Regions from separate parts of the Sus scrofa genome. Here region 1 is linked to region 2. The links are chromatin contacts, called in public Hi-C maps. All regions are on one chromosome and are shown on one strand. The core of a region is the stretch at or near the end of the contact, and the rest is flanking DNA. Distances in the headings are between cores, read along the strand shown. Region 1 holds the start of TRAPPC9 (trafficking protein particle complex subunit 9). Region 2 overlaps PTK2 (focal adhesion kinase 1).

Region 1 (3,642 bases), core at 767-3,266, 210 kb before region 2:
AACCTCCATATGCCGCCAATGTGGCCCTAAAAAGACAAAAAAATAAATAAATAAAATCAAGGATGTATTTCTTGTTGTCCCCTTGTGGTGCATCCGGTTAAGGATCAGACACTGTCACTGCAGTGGCTTGGGTGGCTGCTGTGGGTGGGGTTCGATCCCTGGCCTAGGAACTTCCACATGCCGCAAGCACGGCCAAAAAAAAAAAGAATGCATTTCTTCAACTTGGTAGTTCCTCAAAAAGTTAAACACGGAGTTATCATATGAACAGCAATTCTACTCCAAGGTGTATACCAGAGATGTGAAAACACATGTCCACACAAAAATGTGTACAAAAACGTGTAACATGAACGCTCCTTGCAGTATTATTTATCAGCCAAAAAGTGGAAACAACACGAATCTCCATCACCTGATAAAGGGATAAACAAAATATGGTCTATCCATGCAATAGAATATTACTCAGCCAAAAAAGGAACAAAGGGAGCTCCTGCTGTGGGAAAGTGAGGTCAAAGATCTGGCTTGTCGCTGTGGTGGTGCTGCTTTAATCCCTGGCTCACTGCAGCGGGGAAGGATCCAGCCTTAAGGGTGTGGCTCAGGTTTTATCCAGAGCCCAGGAACTTCCACATGCCGAGGTTGCAGCCAAAAGAGTAAAAAAAACGCACAAAATACAGACATTGCCACGACACGGATGAACCTTGAAAACTGCATGCTCAGTGAAAGTTTTCACACCCAAAAGGCCACATCGTGTATGAATTCATTTACATGAAATGCCCCAACTCTGCAAATGCAGAAAGTAAATTTGTGGCTGCCACCGGCTGCAGGAGGGGACACTGCCAATGGGAGTGGAATTTCTTTTTGAAGGGATGAAAAGGTTCTGGAATAGTGGTTGCACGACTGTGAACATTCCAAAACCACGGAACTGAATGATTTAAATGGGTGGACTTCATGGTATGTGAACATTATCTCAAAGCTCTTATTTGAAAAAATATCTCTTGAGAACTATTTTTCCTTCTATACTACTAGCCTGCCTCACAGTTTAACAAACAACTAAAAACCTGCCAGATCCTTAGGACTGCAATATTCCTGGGTCTCCAATATGCCTCTACTGCTGTTGTCTCATGCGAACAAATACTAGCCGGGCTGGACCAGGAAGCCACTATAACTACCTTTTAAAAATCGCCAGTCACAAGTTTAAACTGGCGCGGAGGGGGGTGGAGGACCTCAAAGCCTCATGCCTTCAGCTCATTTTTAACTAAACTGAGCCCTGCTTTCAACACTATAGCCCCTCCCTCCATCAAAACATGTGAAATCAACAAGCGCCCCATCCCCACCGCAGAAAACCCCGCGTTAAAAGGCATTTACGTGGGGCAGATACAGGGAAGAGACCAAGGCAAACACAGCGCGGGCTCTCTCTGTTCCCAAGACCTGGCCGGAGAAGCCGGACTTTCCAATTCGGGGATCTTGTCCCCGGGAAACAGCGCCTGACGCCGCCGAGCGGGATCGGAGGCACTTTCAATCCAGAAGAGACCGAGGAAGGAAAGGGAGAGCAGGGCAGCGCCGGGATCGCGGGCAGCCCGGCTCCGAGCAGCCCCAGCCCGGCCACGGGTCCCGGCCGGGGGCGGGGGCCAAGGAGAGGACGCCCGGCCGGAGGGGACCCGGGGGCGGAAGCGGGGAAGGGGCCGGCCTCCGCCCCCGGAGGAGAGTCGGGGCCGCGGCCCGACAGGCGGCAGGTGCAGCCCGGCCGCCAGGCGGGGAAAGGGGCCACGGCAGGTGGCCCAGGCAGGTGCGGGCTGGGGCGAGCCCCTCGGCGGGACACACGCCGACTCGCGCCCTCGCGCGCCGGGTCGCTTGGACAGCCCTCCCGCTGCCGGCGCGATCCCCTGCCCGATCCTGGCACTTACACAGCCGGAGGCCCCGGGCCGGGAGCAGGAGCCAACGGCCTGGCGGGCGGTGGAGCCGAGCAGCCTCGGCGGCCGCTCCCCGCGCTCGGAGCTGGAGCTTCCGACTGGCGGCCGAGCCGGCACCGCCCCTGCGCATGCGCGGGCCCGTCCCGCCCGGCGATCCACTCCGGGTTTTGGGAGAGACACCGGGGAAGGAGGGAGGGAGGAGGGGGCGAAGGGGGAAGAGAAGAGGGAGGAGAAGAGCAGGCTGCGGGGTGGACCGAGGGAGGAGGGGAGGAGGGAGGAAGGCGGCGGAGGGCGGGTGGATGGACCCAGACGGGGAAGGAGCGGAGCGGAGCAGCTCCTGGGGCGGTTCACGCCCCAGGAAGTGCCAGTGCTGCCTCTGCGCCCCTTTCCGACCCCTCTAGGCACGCAGCTCACGTTCACCTAGGTGGTGGAGCCCTCCAGACCGCACCCCTGCAAAATCCCCAGGGGATCACACTCCTTGCCCCCACGCCGAGCCAGGCTTCGACGTGCTCCGGGGCCCAAGCACCCGCAGGCGTTGTCATCAATGCTCAGAATTACTCTGGGGAGGATTCAAGTTCCCCTTTTCCAGGCAGGGAAACTGAGGCAGGCACAGTCTTGGCGTGCCTCATCTGCGAGGTTGCAAGACCTGGGCGGGCGGGGCGGGAGGTAGAAGGTCAGAGCCCAAGCCTGGAGCAGACTGTCCCCAACCTTCCTGGGTAAATCATTCCGTACTCTGAGGGTCCCATCAAGGGCTCCGAATAGGCCCCTCAGTGTCCTTAGTTCCAGCGCCTAGCTTGCTAGGTAAGGGCAGAAGCCATGAAAGGATTTAAACCCCTCTAGGTTAAAACAAATACAACAAAAGAATTTACAAACATAGGTTGGACTGTGCATGTCATATTTGAAAAAATACACAAGGAATTGTAAACAGTGGCATCGCCAGGAAGGGCTGAGAGGACAGCGGATAAAGGAGACCACTCCCTTGTGTATTTCTGCGCTGTTTGAATTTTTTACCTTAGGTGTCCTTTAGTACAGCAAATACAAGCAGCCAGGGAAAAACCGAGCCATCACTTCTGCTTTACCCCAGCAAGAATTTATTGACCCTCTGTTCTGTGGCCAGGCTGTTTTATGACTTATTATTTACGCTTTCCTTATAAAATCATAACAAGCTATCCCTCATCCCCGCCCAGGGTCAGTGGAAAACTATTGGAGTTTTTATTCTTGTCCAAGGAGTAGGAATGAGTTAGAAACAGAACACATCTTCAGGGCAAAGCAAGTGGGGGAGATTTCCAGCAGGTCAGACAGCCAAGAAGGGTTTTTCAACAGAGTCTCCCAGAGGCCGAGAGAGAATGCTTCCAGGACCCCAAAAAAGCTGCCCAAGGTGGCTTCTCCATGGCACTAAGGGTGCAGGGTGACAGTTATAGAACAAGGAAAACAGACCCTAAGAGAGGCCACCCTTTATGGAGGTCTGTGTGCCAGGAATAGAGCACCATGTTTAGCTCAGGGTGTCTGTGTAAGATCCATGCAAGGTAGCTATTCTTAGCGCTGAGACCCAGAAAGAAGCTGCTCCTTGGCTGAGGTCACTGGGCAAGTGGCTGGTGCTATTTAGGAGGCTGTCTGACTCTGTCGCCTGTGCTCATTCCGTGGTCCTTCTCTGTTCTTATTCTCTCTATAAATGGCTAAGAGAAGCAATTTGGAAAGCAAAATTGAATGCTGGCAAAAGGAAACATTGCTATTTTTA
Region 2 (3,565 bases), core at 308-2,807:
ATAACTATTAACTGCACAAAAGCCTACCACCTATTTCTTGTCCAGAAAATGGCCTGAACTGGATTACTGGTGGCAAGTAAGCCAGTATATGAAAATACCAACCTGCCAAAAGCAAATGGAGAACAAAGAATTCTAATCTGGGGAGAGTGCTTAAGGGCTGACCGTGTCCAGCCCCAGCTCTGGCCGCCTCCCGGAGGCTGAGGGGACAGAGGACGCCAGCAGATCTTAACAAGCAGGTGCAATGCATGTCTGTTCCCACACTGACAGCCCAGCCACCAGCCAGATGAGAGAAAAAGCAGGAAAGGTGCATGAGCTTCTCAGCAAAAGACAAAACCCAGAAGGAACAGGGTCAGGTAGAAGTTGACTCATTTCAACTAAATGTAAAATAAAGCGAAATGTGAAGCGTTCATGGCCTGGTGTTTCAGCCTTGGCTTGACCACCTGTAAGGTCCCTGACACCCAGCAGAGAGAAACCTCCCCAGAGCAGGCAACTGCTTGGGTCTGATCATGGGGGTGGGGCAGGGTGGGGTGTGAGGACCTCCTCTAATCCTGTCGCCCAGGGTGAAATGCAAATTAGGAACAGAAGGGCCGCCCCGAAGTGGAGCAGATTGGAAACAAAAGCTGTAAGGACTCTTCCCCCACAGCCAGCAGCTGCCCGGACCTTAAAGCTCCAGAGTGAACCCCAGCGAGGCCAAATGTGGGAGGGGGGCTTCGCTACCTTGGGCGGCGCTTCGTCGGACCCTCCGGAGTCCCAGGACACTGCGACCTGTCGTCTGGACTCCATCCTCATCCGCTCTTCCTGCTGCACCTTCTCTTCCTCCAGGATGGTGCTAGAGAGACAACACAGGGCATGAGCGGGGCTGACTGGGAGGGAACGCGGCAGCCCCACCCCGACCCTTCCAGGAGCAGCGCGGCCGCGCCGCCGGCGGCCACAGTGGGGAGGGGATCTGAGCTCCCCGCGGTCCCCTGGGCGGTGGCTCAGGGCCGGGAAACTGCAGGCAGCACGTTCTCAAGCACACAGGGGCTCAGGACAGCCCCCCACCGGCACCGCATCAGGTGATCCAGCGGCGACACCTCGCCCACTAACTTTCACTTTAAGCAGCACTTGATCTCATCGGGAAGACCGGCAGCAGCGCTGACGAGCGCCTCCGCAGCCACTGCCCGCCACGCCGCGCGCGCCACGGCCGGCGACTCGCCGCCCCTCCTCTCCCGCCACCTCCCGCCAGCCAAGCCGGGTCCGGCTCCGCGTCCCAAGGCGCAGAGCGCGCCGAGGAACCGCCCCGGACCGCCCCCTGGCTCTGCTCCGTTCAAAGGAAAGGGAAGGTTTTCCTCAAGGAGCCTGTCGGCACTTTCGAGAAAAGCAAAATCTAGCCCAAAGAGTCCACCCCCTCCTCAAAACACGATCTGGGTCTCCTCTCATTCCATGCAGGTGGTCATGGAGAGACACCACAAAACCTTAACCGCAGTGACAGCCTTGGTGGCACCTCCACTGCCCAGTGCTCACTGGGCCCGCACCCTTGGGACTCGGGCCCCGGGTCTTGTTGAAACAGGTTGTGAACGCCCATCTGTGTGGCTTTTGCCCTGAGACCCAGGACCAGCAACCCCGGATCACAACACGCCTGAGTGATAAGAGAGCCGCCTGTCACCATGATGGGAGCCTGGCCACTGACCAGTCACCCCCCACCAAGGAGTGCAGGCCTTGGGGAGCAGTGGTCCATGCAGGCCCTGGCCTGAGAAGGGCCACCTCCCATGCCCTGCTATCACCTGGCCTTCAAAATTAGTAACAGACCCCAAATCAGAATATCCAAAGGTTTGTAGTTTTAAACAAATCCATACAAATCAGGAAAAAAAAATCAAGGTTAAAAAACTGTCGCTGGAGAGCCTGTTGTGGCTCAGTGGAAATGAACCCAACTAGTCTCTGTGAGGACTTGGGCTTGAACTCCGGCCTCACGCAGTGGGTTAAGGATCCAGTGCTGCTATGAGCTGTGGTGCAGGACGGCAGCTGTAACTCCGATTCGTCCCCTAGCCTGGAAACCTCCACATGCTGCAGGTATGGCCCTCAAAAAGCAAAAAAAAAAAAAAAAAAAAAAGTCCTTATTTCCAAGTTCTTCAGCTTGTTTCAACAGAGGCCGGATCTGAGAAGGCCAAGGGTGACATACTCTTCAAGGCAGCGGGAACGCCATCTGAGACAGGTGTGGCCCTAAGGCTGTTCTGGGCAGGGGCCACCCTTTCTGAAGGTGACTCTCCCCCACAAACACCCTGCTGCCAGGAGACGCCCCCTCCCGGCTCCATCCACGCACACTCACGTCCCCCCCTCCTGGCCGACTGCCTCTGCTGTCCCAGCGCTGCCCCACCTACCACCTGTTATCTCACTGCCTGACGGCAAGCTTCCCACGGCTGCTGGACTTGGATCCAGTTTCTCCTGTCAGCGGCAGGGGACAAGCCTTCAGCCGGCTTCTTTCTAACACAACTCGCCTGTCTTGTCCCTTAAAGCACCAACGCTGGGGTGACCAGGAAGCAACCCAAAATAGCACAGCAACATGCTTCTGAGAAACCTCGCTGTGCTGCTCAGCGCTGTCAGGCATATCCAGAACTCACAAAATAATCTGCTTTTACACTGGGAAGACTGTTCCAGAGATGGAGTAAGAGTGTACGTGGAAGCACTTCTGGCCTTTTCTCCGTACGGCTGCTGAGGAACCCAGAGGAAAAAAACCCAGAATGTGCGGAGGGTCAAGGAGGTCAAACTGAAACATATTTTCCCAAACTACAAATATTTTTAGTAGCAATACATTCCATTTGAAAGCTTTTAGCTGCCTCATGGGAACTGGCCACGGGCCCTCGTCGTGTGTCTTCCTGGGACGGTGGCTTCTTCTGAGTCTCCAGCTCGCAAACAGATGGAACAATGAAGGCCAAGAAGGCGTGTCAGTTAACACACATCAGACCTGGCGCCTCATTCTCTGCTCATCCAGGAGCCCCATCGAGGAAGAGAATCAGGAACAGGGAAAAGGAGTATTTATCTGATGTTAGTTTCATTTTTCACTTCTCTCACTTGAGAAGAAAAATAGTCAAAACAGTCCATGCAGAGGAAAAGGACATGAAAACTTAAGCGTGCCCTGCCTGCTTTTACTCGGCGACGTCTGCTCTCCCAGGCTCTACAGGCTGGTGAGGAGAAGCCTCGTCAAATCTCTGTTCTGAGCGACAAGATGTGATTTCGCTTCTGAGCTACTTTCACAGACAGCACGAAAGCGGTCCAATAGCTTCTGCGTTTCCAGGCCCAGCTAAGACACACAAGCCAGTCTCCCACACAGAGGCGCTCTAGGGGGCGAAGGGGCAGTGGGTCCTGAGTGGGTGACATCAAGCTGCTCCTGCTGCCGCGGGAGGAAGGACGTCGGCTAGGAGCTGCACCTCTGCTGAGCCGGGCGAGGCACAGCCAGGCCCCTTTCGCCCTGTGTCCTCACTCACCGGGGAGGACAACTCTGTCTGTCCCCCTCAGTCTAAGATGAAAAATAAAGCAGACGAAGACTCAGGGAAGGCTGTTCAGGAACGGATTTAGTTCTGTACTATTA

Evidence for each region. A called contact is a pair of places that touch in the nucleus more often than the background predicts.
Region 1: a Hi-C map of skeletal muscle shows a contact between it and region 2, with 3 times the contacts expected there. The contact joins the promoter of TRAPPC9 here to the enhancer-like site in region 2. A contact is called at or near these places in 1 of 5 promoter capture datasets (fetal liver), 7 of 47 Hi-C or Micro-C datasets (embryonic fibroblasts, heart right ventricle, liver and 3 more) and 2 of 2 datasets of contacts at active chromatin or transcription factors (alveolar macrophages and skeletal muscle).

Annotation. Positions count from the first base shown.
Region 1 is chr4:3,063,628-3,067,269 of Sscrofa11.1, reverse strand. It overlaps TRAPPC9 (trafficking protein particle complex subunit 9), which reads right to left and starts at 2,016. Exons shown (of 24, transcript XM_021088861.1): 1 at 1,899-2,016.
Region 2 is chr4:2,856,068-2,859,632 of Sscrofa11.1, reverse strand. PTK2 (focal adhesion kinase 1) reads right to left here. Exons shown (of 31, transcript XM_021088851.1): 23 at 718-829. Among named protein-coding and RNA genes, the nearest start is that of MIR151, 8.8 kb to the right of the region's middle. Within about 2 kb of position 1,557, at least 36 of the 83 cell types and tissues checked have an H3K27ac peak or open chromatin away from gene starts, as enhancers often do. A contact at or near this core is called in fetal liver, retroperitoneal adipose tissue, skeletal muscle and 1 more, where this site is marked.